4 separate regions of the Sus scrofa genome follow, and regions 2, 3 and 4 are each linked to region 1. The links are chromatin contacts, called in public HiChIP or PLAC-seq and promoter capture Hi-C maps. All regions are on one chromosome and are shown on one strand. The core of a region is the stretch at or near the end of the contact, and the rest is flanking DNA. Distances in the headings are between cores, read along the strand shown. Region 1 holds the start of DNAJC1 (dnaJ homolog subfamily C member 1). Region 2 holds the start of ARMC3 (armadillo repeat-containing protein 3). Region 3 holds the start of PIP4K2A (phosphatidylinositol-5-phosphate 4-kinase type 2 alpha). Region 4 holds the start of MSRB2 (methionine-R-sulfoxide reductase B2, mitochondrial).

Evidence for each region. Promoter capture Hi-C pulls out the DNA fragments that hold promoters and counts their contacts. HiChIP or PLAC-seq counts read pairs in DNA pulled down with a chosen protein or histone mark.
Region 2: a contact with region 1 is called in a promoter capture Hi-C map of liver, with 5 times the contacts expected there. The contact joins the promoter of ARMC3 here to the promoter of DNAJC1 in region 1. A contact is called at or near these places in 2 of 5 promoter capture datasets (fetal skeletal muscle and liver) and 1 of 2 datasets of contacts at active chromatin or transcription factors (alveolar macrophages).
Region 3: an H3K27ac HiChIP or PLAC-seq map of alveolar macrophages shows a contact between it and region 1. The contact joins the promoter of PIP4K2A here to the promoter of DNAJC1 in region 1. A contact is called at or near these places in 1 of 47 Hi-C or Micro-C datasets (embryonic fibroblasts) and 2 of 2 datasets of contacts at active chromatin or transcription factors (alveolar macrophages and skeletal muscle).
Region 4: a contact with region 1 is called in an H3K27ac HiChIP or PLAC-seq map of skeletal muscle, with 5 times the contacts expected there. The contact joins the promoter of MSRB2 here to the promoter of DNAJC1 in region 1. A contact is called at or near these places in 2 of 5 promoter capture datasets (fetal liver and liver) and 1 of 2 datasets of contacts at active chromatin or transcription factors (skeletal muscle).

Annotation. Positions count from the first base shown.
Region 1 is chr10:52,861,390-52,864,089 of Sscrofa11.1, forward strand. It overlaps DNAJC1 (dnaJ homolog subfamily C member 1), which reads left to right and starts at 1,424. Exons shown (of 12, transcript XM_005668160.2): 1 at 1,424-1,944. The coding sequence starts at 1,747.
Region 2 is chr10:52,048,629-52,051,328 of Sscrofa11.1, forward strand. It overlaps ARMC3 (armadillo repeat-containing protein 3), which reads right to left and starts at 1,439. Exons shown (of 19, transcript XM_013980262.2): 1 at 689-1,439.
Region 3 is chr10:52,223,180-52,225,879 of Sscrofa11.1, forward strand. PIP4K2A (phosphatidylinositol-5-phosphate 4-kinase type 2 alpha) reads left to right here and starts at 1,354. Exons shown (of 10, transcript NM_001195781.1): 1 at 1,354-1,627. The coding sequence starts at 1,484.
Region 4 is chr10:51,909,342-51,912,041 of Sscrofa11.1, forward strand. It overlaps MSRB2 (methionine-R-sulfoxide reductase B2, mitochondrial), which reads right to left and starts at 1,384. Exons shown (of 6, transcript XM_005668153.3): 1 at 1,246-1,384; 2 at 909-1,049. The coding sequence starts at 1,369.

The DNA of each region.
Region 1 (2,700 bases), core at 174-2,673:
ATTCGACCCCTAGCCCAGAAACTTCCATATGCTGCAGGTGCACCCTTAAAAAGATAAAATGGGATGACTTCAAGTGTATATATTACTTTTAAGCAAGATACACTTGCATTCATTTATAACTATTTAAAAATACTTCTAGGGAGTTCCCTTCGTGGCTCAGTGGTTAACGAATCTGACTAGGAACCATGAGGTTGCAGGTTCGATCCCTGGCCTTGCTCAGTGGGTTAAGGATGTGGCATTGCTGTAATCTGTGGTGTACGTTGCAGACGAGGCTCGGATCCCACGTTGCTGTGGCTCTGGTGCAGGTCGGTGGCTACAGCTCCGATTAGACCCCTAGCCTGGGAACCTCCATATGCCGTCAGAAGCAGCCCTGGAAAAGTCAAAAAGACAAAAATAAATAAATAAAAATACATCTAAAACTGCAATAATAGAAGGATTTCTTCAGTAAGATTTACTTCCTGGATGCTGTTTTTGTAAACTTTGTCAAACATAATATATTCTTGCCATGAGAGCAAAAGTAGCTTTATCATTATCCCATGGAACTAAATTCAGCTGGTGGAATCTCAGAAGGGAAAAGCATAAGATCAAACTCAAAACTGGTCAAGCATCCTGAGTTATACAGCATTTTTTCCTTCCCTTCTGCTTCCTTATCAAGAGTAGGGAGTCAGAAAGGAGAAATGTGAGAAAGCTTTGAAGAAAATAAGATTGACATAAGAGAAAGCGATAGTCGTGGAAGAAAAAAAAAAAAAAACGACTTAAAAATAGAGTGGGAAGTGAGACACTGATGGGAAAGAGTGGGGGTTTTTAGCCTAATGTCTTTAAAAACAGACATCAGTTGGGAAAGGAACCCCAGTTGGAAAGCTGCTGAAATGGATACACTACACTTCCCTTAAGACTGTGTGACTTAATGACTTAGCCAGGTTTATTAATTTCTAATTAATTTCTATCAGGCTACCTGTTTTATGGTATTATGCCTGTAAACCTTAATTCATAATTAGAAGTTTACTTTTTGTCTTGGTTCAAATTTAATGTCTTCTTCACCTCTCTCAAGAGGATATTTTATTCTGTAGATCTGCCCCTTTTAGGCCCTGCGTTCAGTTCCTTCTCTTTGCAGATGGAATATTGAAATGTATGCAACAGAGGCTGTAATCAATTAATCAGTCCTCAAACGTGCTTTTAGTTTTGGTAGCGTAAGAAAGTAGCTGCTTCAAAGATACTTGGGATGTTCCAGGTAGATGTGCGATGTCCACAACTACCCACGTCTCTTAATCTGTGTCAATACACGTAGAACTTCTCCAGCGCGCCACGACGAGAGGCACTTCTCCAAGGCCCAGGTCTGGGGCACCGGCTTCCCTACTTCCGGCCCCGCCCCCTCTCCGGAGGTTGCTAGGAGACGTGATGTCACCGGAAGCGAGGCCTGGGATAGGCTGAGGCGAGGGGAAGCCTCTCCCCCGAGCAACCTCAGCTCCCGGCGCTGGCTTTCCAGCTGTCTGTAGGCCTGGGTGAAGGGTAAGGGTCCGCGAAGGGTGGAGCTGACCGCGGCCCCTCCCGCTCTCCCGCCGCTGTGTCCGTCCGCTCCCGCCGCCCCTGCCCTCCATCCAGGACCGGCCGTGGGGCGGGCGACTTCGCGGCGGCTGCCGGTGCTCCTAACTGAAAGGCACTGTTTCCACAGCCCGCGCTGTCCGCCACGTCCCCGGTCTCGGCCGACGGCGCTGCGCGGCGGGTGACCTCTCCGAGCCCGGCGCGATGACGGCTCCTTGCTCCCGGCTGGCCCGGCTTCCTCCGCGCCGCCGGCTCCGGCTCTTGCCGTTCCCGCCGCCGCTGCTGTTGCTGCTGCTGGCGGCCGCGGGCCCCGCGCGCGGCTGGGAGAGCGGAGACCTGGAGTTGTTTGACTTGGTGGAGGAGGTGCAGCTCAACTTCTACCAGTTCCTCGGGGTGCAGCAGGTAAGCGGGGCCACCCGCCCGCCCGAGGGCTGCGCGTTGGGACAGAAACCTGCCGGTCCCGGCGGAAAGGAGGGGGTGGGGCGGACTGTGACCCCGATTCCTCCGCGGGAGCCGGGCATGCGGGGCAAGACTTGGCCATCCCGGGTTCGGCTGCCGTCCTCAGTCCGACCCACCGGGGTCTCCTCGTAACCAGCCTCAGAGGGAATGGCCTGCCTTCCCCAATTCCTCACCGCCCGGCTCCCCTTCTCAAGTTCCGGTCTCAGTGACAGGCTGGAGGTGCCACCAGCCTGGGGTAGGGACCCTTCTCTTTTTCTCTGCCATTCTGGGGAGATTTTTGCGCCAAGCTTTGCTGGAGGAACAAGGAAGAGTGGCGTGGGTAAATCTTTTACTCTTTCCTTTCCTGCCGCGTGAATGTGGGAAAGAGTAGTCGTGTCTCTAAATTTTCATTTTCCCAATTGCACTTATCTGTCTTGTAGCAGCCTCCTTTCCTCTGCCTTTCCGGGAAGGTGGGAATGCATTTTGGTTGGTGTCTGGATGGCAGAAGTTGTTCGTTCTTGCCTAAGTTTGGAATCTATTTAGCCTGTTGGATAGGGTTTGTAGCACAGTTTAGAAATCTGGAGAAACTTGAAACCCCTGCGGTATTGGTCCTGGAATTCGTAGAAGGAGCTCTCGAGTGTTCCGGGACGGTGGAGGCACCTGGGGGGCTCCGGCAAGAGAAGCCCGACCAGTAGCGCAGGATCTTTGTCTTTTTCTTTT
Region 2 (2,700 bases), core at 189-2,688, 810 kb before region 1:
TTCAACCATCAGCAACGAATTAGCATGTCATTGGTGATAATATTTGAAAATCTACCATCTAGCCAGTCCCCTATGTTGAGCATTTGTCTCCAACTTTCTGGAATTAAGGACAAGGCTGCAAATGAACATCCTTAGACATAAAATCTTCATCCACATCTGCAGCTGTTTAAGATAAATCCCTAGCAGTAAAGTAACTGGGTGAAAAGGTATGAAAGTCATGGCATTGGACATGAAAACAATCTGCTTTGTGTATCTTCTTGATTATTGGAGAGGAGTCACATTTTTTCGTGAATTCATTGATCTACTTTGTGACCTGTCAGCTTATTTGATCTTAAATGTTTTCTAATGAGAGATTTATTTGGAGGAGAAGGGCTAGAACAACTGGTGACCCACTTTTTGAGTTGATCAGTCAAATGACGGAATCTTAGACCCTCAAATCCTATTCCTGGGCTTTTTTATCACTTGTTAAGTAGGAGGCAGCGGGCACTCTTATGAAATCCATCGGGACCCCAGCCTAAAACTGCAGGTGTAAGACAGGAACCCGCAGGTCTTCACACCCTTTTCCTTCAGTTGCCCCAGACGCCCCCACCCGCGGGGCACCTTCTTGTTCCCCAAGTATTTGCTGAGACCTCTGCCCTGGGCCTCTCCAAAACGCGGGGTAGCTGTGCAGCCGTCCATCTGCCTTTACCTGCAGGGAGATCCCGCCGAGCCCTGGCTCCTGAGACCTGGCCAACTGCACCTGTCGCCGCCAGTGTCCCAGTCCTAGTTCACCGTTGTGCCTCGTTGCTAGGCAACAGGGGGCCGCGCCTGCGCAATCCGCGCCTGCTTGCGCCTCCTTCCTCCTAGCTGGCGCCCAGCTTTCCGCGGTGCCTATTGTCCTGCTGCCGGTAGAGGCTGGTAGCTGAAGAGCCGTGTGCATCCTCGGTTCTTGAGGCCTGGGCTTTGGGGCAGGATAGACAGTGAGAATCCTACCCTTCCTAGTTGTTGAGGGCCAGCCCTAGTGACAACGGTAAATCAGGAAGGAGGCAGCACCGTCTCAGCTCTGGCCAGGGAGCTGGCTCTGGATTCACGTATTCTCCGCTGCCCCTGCGTCTTCCCAGCCACATGTCTCAGCGAGAGTCTGTGCGGTTGACTTCCACGTCGCCACTTTATGCCTGGTTTGCGCCGAGCTGCATTGCCGACTTTGCTGTCACCGCAGAACGTACCATGTCCCTTCAAAACCTTCCGCTTACATCTTTGCTTCCTCTTTCTGCCATCCCTCCCAGTAGCCCAGAACCTCAGGTTTCCTGCTGCCTCCTCCACCCCCAACGCCAATCAGCATTGAAGTTAATTGGCCAGCCACTTTTTGTCCCCTCTCTATTCCCTCTCTTAAATCTTTACTGTCACCCCAGTGCAGGTCATCATTTTTGATCTTCTAAGTGATGACGTCGGTTTCTCTCTTTCCCGTTCTGTCTTGGTACCACAGGTAAACCTTCCAGAGATTACTGCCCTCCTCATGCCACGCCCTTACTCCACTTCAGTGGCTTCCTAAAATAAGGTCTAAACTCATTAGCCTGGTTTTCAAAGCCATCTGCCCCACTGCTTTTCTACCTGTGCAGCTCACTGCTTTCCCACAGCACAAGCCCCAAACTTACTGTTTTCCCCAAATTGTCCATGCTTTTCTCTTCTAAATTTTTGCTCACTCTTTTCCTTGTCATTTCAGCTATTCAAATATTAAGAATCTATCATTTGCCAAGTCATGTGTGGCTTGTACAGCTCCTGGAATATTCTATTATTTCTGCTTAATGAAGTCCAGCTCAAATGCCATCTTCAAAAAATACTCTTCGATTTTTTGCTAAAAAAAAAAAAATCTCTCCCTCTCCTGAATTCCCCTAACGGTTTTTGAACTCCCTACCTACCTGTCCCTCTTCCCCACCCAGTCCTAAGAGTGTTAGATGTTTCTTACCATTTCTTCTTTCCTATCCTTTTATGTCCTCTTCATACCTTTTGAATGACCTGATAAACAGCTTTATACAAATGTAACGTTCTTTGTATTAGATTTTGTATAGTCAAATAACAGATGATTTCTGTCTTCCTATTGGAACTTGAATAATACATGCCTGTATCTTCAGCCTCTCTCTTCCTGTCAGTTTATGAATACTGTGAACTCTATCATTTGCCTCATACAAAAAGCAAAAACAAAATCTCTTTGAACCTGTATCTCCTTCTAGTATCATTCTATTTTTCTCTTTCTCTTCTGGACCATGAGTTTCTGCAAAAGCAGCCTGCATTTGATACTTTCGCATTTTTAACATACCTTCACTTTTCAAACCACAGTGATTCGGTTTGGTCCTGCCACTAAAAGTACCCAAACTTGTTGTCTGTTTCTTAGTCTTCATCTTTTTTGACATCACTGCTGCAAATAATACTCCTGATGACATCTCATTCTGGAAACATCTTCTGTGGTCTTCTTGATACCACTTACCTTTGATCTTCCTCCTGCTTTCATGGCCATTATTTAGCTTGATTGCCTGCCTTCCTGCCTCCCTCCCTTCCTCCCTCCCTCCCTTCCTCCTTTCCTTCCTTCCTTCCTCTCTCCCTTCCTTTCCTTTATTTCTTTTCATTCACTGCACCTGTAACATATGGAAGTTCCCAGGCCAGGGACTGAATCCAAGCCGCATATGAGACTTATGGTGCAGCTGCAGCAATGCTGTACCTTTA
Region 3 (2,700 bases), core at 104-2,603, 640 kb before region 1:
TCTGGTTGAGGCCGGGGGAACAGATAACATTTTGGACAACAGTATGAAGCAAGAGAGTAAGAGGACTTTGGGGCAACCCTTATGTTTAAGAACAAAGGAGCAAAGGAAGGTGACCCCGAGATCTGTCACTTCCTACCCCTTGAGACTCAAGCTCCGCTCCGTAAGGCATAAGGGTCTGTCATCCTGTCTTTCCCTGACAGAAGCAAGCAGATTGCTAGGCACACAGCAGGAAACCACTGCATTTGGGGGAGTAACAATGACAGTAGACATATAATCTTGCCGGGTAGCCTGAATAGGGTAAGTGCCTAGACCAGGATGCTGGTTACTGGAGAAGATACAGGGACAGCAGATTTTTAGACATGCTTGGAAAGGCAGCTTCCTGAGGTGAGTCAGGTGTTCCTAGCATTCAGAAGGGCTAAATTTAGGTGTACGTGGATGAAGACAATGGAAAGATTTCCGTGGAAGGTGAGTGGAACGGATAAAAAGAAGAGATGTAGGAAACCTCGGAGGATTTGACGTAGAAGGTGCAATTTGGGGCAGGATTCTCTGGGCCAAACCAAAGGCTCTGGATGAGGCATGCAGGGTCCTGTCCCTGGCGACCGTGAGTTGTGGTGGGAAAGACAGTCCCGGGGGTTGGGTGAGCGTCTCCCTTCTGCATGCGCGTGGGAAGGCCCAAGTTCAGGGTTCAAAAGGCTCGATGGTTAAAAGCACAAAGGGATTAATAAATTCATTGCAGGGCTCCTTTGGGAGGAGGCCAACAATGTGTCCAGGTCCGTTTCCCCGGTGCTAGGGAAGCTCTGGTCTCCACCAGGGTTTCAGATCTCTCTAGGTCTCCCGATTCTTGGCACCGGAGAGCGGCGGTGCCCCGAGCCTCCTTCCTTAGCCTCACCACCGCCTCTGGGGTCTCCTCTCCTCCGACCTCCCCATTGCCTCCACCCCTTCCTCTTTTTCTCCCGGGCAGAAGGGGACGCCCTGCGGGAGTCCTCACGCTCCCTGCGCCGCATGCCCACCCCGCGGCCTCCTCAGCCGGCGGGGAGCGTCCGCCCCGAGCTCGCCGGCGTCCCCCGGGCCGCGGAGCCCGGGCAGGAGCTGGAGCGCGAGGGCGCAGCTTAACGGTCCCGCGGCCGCGCCCCGCGCCCCGCCCGGCGGCGCCGCAGCTGCTGCCCGCCCGCCCCCTGCGTCATGACGCCGGCGCCCAACGCGGAAGCCGCTCGCGGCGCGCCTGGTCCAGCCGCGGGCTGAGCGCGGAGCCGCGGCGGGCGCGGGATCCCGGCCGGGGCGCGAGCCGAGCACAGCCTCCCTCTCCAGCCGGGCCGAGCGGGCACTGCGGGCGGAGCGGGGCGAGCGCGCCAGTGGGCGCAGCGGACACAGAGCGCCGGGGCCGCCGCCGGGGGGGATGCGGCTGCCTCCCCGGGCCGGCGTGTAGAGAGGGCGGGTCCCCGGCCTCGGGAGCGCGGCGGTGGAGGGGACAGAGGCGGCGGCCATGGCGACCCCCGGCAACCTGGGGTCCTCCGTCCTGGCGAGCAAGACCAAGACGAAGAAGAAGCACTTCGTAGCGCAGAAAGTGAAGCTCTTTCGGGCCAGCGATCCGCTGCTCAGCGTCCTGATGTGGGGGGTAAACCACTCGGTAAGGACTCGGGCTGCGGCGCGCAGTCCCTTTCCTCCTCCTCCTCTTCCTCCCCTCTCCCCTCCTCCTCCCGCTGCAGCTGCTGCGGGGCTGGGAGCCCGAGCGGGGCCCCAGCCTTCGGGCTGCTAGCCTTCTGGGGCTGCCCGCTAGCCGAAGCGCCTCGGTGGCCGCAGCCCCGCGCAGCGCGCCAGCCCCTCGGGGGCCGCCCGGGCGCCACTTGGATCCCCTTTGGACCTAGGGCTGGATGTAGGACAAGGGTCCCATCTGCATTTTGAGCTCTGCGGCCGGTACCATTGTCGCCCCCAGTCCGTCCGTCCGCTCGCTGGCGGATCTGTCCCCGGAGCCCAGGAACTGGGAAGTTTGTGCGGGGCACGACTCCGCCTGGGCTATCACCCCAGCGGGGGCTGCTGGGGTCGGAGTCCTGGCGATCGCTTCCTCTGCGGGGGCGGCCCGATCCTCCGTGATTCTGCAGGTGTACCTGTCCGAGGCTAGGGAGCGCCTGGCGGCAACCCCGCACGGGGGACAGGGGTGAGAATACTGGAGATCGGGGAGCTTGGGCAGCGGCTTGGTGCTTAGGTCCTTTTTTTTTTTTTTTTTTTTTTACCTTTAAAGGCGATATTCTTGGACACAAGAAATCTTTTTGGCAAAGAAAAAGCCAGTGTAAATATGGCACTGGGGTTTAGCATCTTCCTCTGCTCCTCTCCCGCATCGCACTGCCGCTCTGCCTGCTGAAGAGCTGCTTGGCGGGGAGTCTTGCTCCCCACACCTCCTCCCCCACCTTGGGGAGCCAGGCCGAAGTCCCCGACTGCGGAAGGCGGCCTGGGGATGACTTCGGGAGCGGGGGTTGGGGGTAGGTCTCGCCGGGAGCGATGGAAGGCGGTCTTGAGTTGATTGCATCCGTTTGGGGGGTTTGTTTCAAAGGTTGGAGAGGACGCTTGGAAAGGTTAGCCTAACACACACAGCCAGAGGTGCTGAAGATGCGCGGCTGCGGGCTCTGCGGACTGCGGTTTGAGGGTCCGAAATAGCCTCCTGCCGACCTTACCGGGAGAAACTCTTGCAGTTTTAATCTCCTT
Region 4 (2,700 bases), core at 134-2,633, 950 kb before region 1:
CCACTCCACAAGAGCCAGGGCTTTTATTTATTTACCACTACATTTTGAAAACATCAGGGGATAGAAAGAATTCCACTTGACGGGGTCCATCTTCAGCAGAGATAGGTATCTTTAAATGGCCTCAGCGGACACATGACAGTTGGATTCAGAGATAGTATGCTGGGTAGTCGACCAAAAAGCAAATCGACACGGGGAACTGGATTCCCCTGCAATGTATCTGAAATTCGGGGCCAGCTGACACAGGTCTCCACAGATGACTCCGTCCTAAAGGATGAAATGTAAACGGACCCCAATCCCACAGAGCAGCAAAAGACATTTTGTAGAAAATACACGCTCTTTTCCCTGTTCCGAACCTCAGCCAATGACTAACGGTATCAGGTTAAAGGGGGAACCGATTACAAGCCCACACGCAACTGTGGGTCCTGGAAACACAGGAACACAGAGCAGAGAGGAAGCAGACCCACGGGAATGCAAAGTCTGCACTGTCTGCTTCTCATACGCGAGAAGCACCAGACATAACTGGAAGAGGGGGACCGTGCAACAGATCAGGGGCCGTAATAGCAGAGAGAGCGCAGGTCGAGCCGCTGGCCCAACACCGAGGTTCTTCACCGGGAGGTTCCTGATCCGGAGCCTGACATTTAATGCAAAAAGAAAAAAAAAAGAAAAAAAAAGTGCACGTTTGAGGAAACGACCGATTATTTTCAAATTCTCAGAGGGGTCAGTGAGCCCCCGTCCACGTCCCTTCGAGCTTACAGCTCGCTTGCTCAGCCGGTGGGCGGGCAGGGGCGCCCCAAAGGAGCTTCTCGAGGAAGGAATTGCCAGGTTCAGAACCAGAACTTGGGCCCCCAAGTCCCAGGGAGTGAGGGGAACCCAAAAGCCGGGAGATGGCGGCGGGGACTGCGTCCTACCTGCGTCTCCGGTTCCGACCTTCGGGCTGAGGCCGCCATTGTCGGCACGACCCCACACTGCCCGCGAGAGCACCTCTCGGAAGGGTAAGCCCGGGCCCGCGCGGAAGAAGCGCGCCATGACGCTGCTGCGCACGCCGGGACCTGCCCACACCCGAGGCCCAGCCCACACGTCAGGCTCCGACCCCTCCCCACCCTCACTCAGCCCCTCCTGTCCTCGCTCCCGCCCGCCCCTGTTTTTCTTTTCTTCCCCGCGTTCTTTCCCACCACCTGCACCCCTCTTCCTAACCCCATTAGTGCTCCTGCCCCTACCCGCCCTTCTTGGCCTTCTCCCGCCCACCTTTGCCTATATAGCCACCTGCCTCCCTGCGATCTTCTCCCCCGCCCCGCAACAGCTCTGTGACTCTCTCGCAGCTCCTCCCCTGATCCCTTGCAGCTCCTCCCCTCTTCCCGCCCCACAACATCCCCCCCCCATAGTTGGTTACTTTTCTAGAATTGTATGCCTTGAATTGCATAGTCTTGAATATTTTGTCTGGCTTCTTTCTTTCGGAATAGTTATTTTTATACTCCTTCTTGCTCTTGCGTGTAACAATTTTTCATTCATTGTTAGTGCTGAGTACTTTTCTGGGTATACCACAATGTATCTAGTCATGTGTTGACAGATATGTGGTTCGGTCCCAATTTTTCCTTATTAGAAACAAAGCTGCTAGGAACATTTCTGTACAATTCTTTGTATGGATATGTGCTTTCCTTTTTTTTTTTTTCTTTTCTTTTTTTTTTCTTTTGAGGGGTCACCAACCAGCCGTATAAGAAAGTTCCCAGGCTAAGGATGAAATCCGAACTACAGCCAGGTTCTCACCCACTGAGGGAGGCTAGGGATCACACCTGCATCCTCATGGATACTAGTCAGGTTCTCTTCTGCTGTGCCATGACAGGAACTCCTGATATGTACTTTCCTTTTGAAAAGGAGCAGGAGGATATGTATGGTCCTTCCCTCCCATGTTCGCTGCCTGCCTTTTATCTGTAGAAGAACTTTAGCCAAAGAGTAAGTTTAATCAGAAGTGAGAAAATACAGAGGCAAAGGAAAGCAAACAGGACGAAACAATAATAGTTTAGTTGGTAAGCAAACTCAAGGACCTTTTTTAGTTTGACCTTCTTGAGATAGTTCCTTTTCAACGGCTATAGACAAAGTTCTGAGCCATGTCCTGTGAGGGATCTTGTAGATACTGAAACCCCAAGCAGGTGGAAGAAGTCAATTGTATGACCAGACTGCAGCCATGACATAAACTGCCACAATTCTAAGAACTAGCCTCAAGGAAATGAGCACAAACCCACCTTGGATTTGAGGATGAACTGTGCTTAAAATAATCAAGATGTCACTGATCAGACCAGTGCATGACCAATTTCAAGATGACTGTCAGAGCTGACTGCTGTTTCTGCATGTAGCCCCCTCTCTCCAGCCATAAAAGCTCTTGCCCACTAATTGTCATTGGGGGGAAGTCCGCCTTTGGACAAGAACCTCTCACCCCTGCCACCGGGTGCCAGACTCTGAAGCAAAGCAAACTTTCCTTCCCACCAACCTCGCCTCTTTATTGGCTTTAGATTGGTGAGCCAGGTGGAAGCCCACTTTTTGTAACAGGTTTTGGCGCCCACGTGGGGCTGCCGCGCTCTCGCGACATCTGGCTCCCCGGGTTTTCAAGCAGAGCCGCGGCCATGTCAGCGCCGGAATCGACGTGACGTGCCTGCTGCTCCCTGCTCCTGGCTAGCTGGCCCCCAGAGGGGGATTTGGGGGACA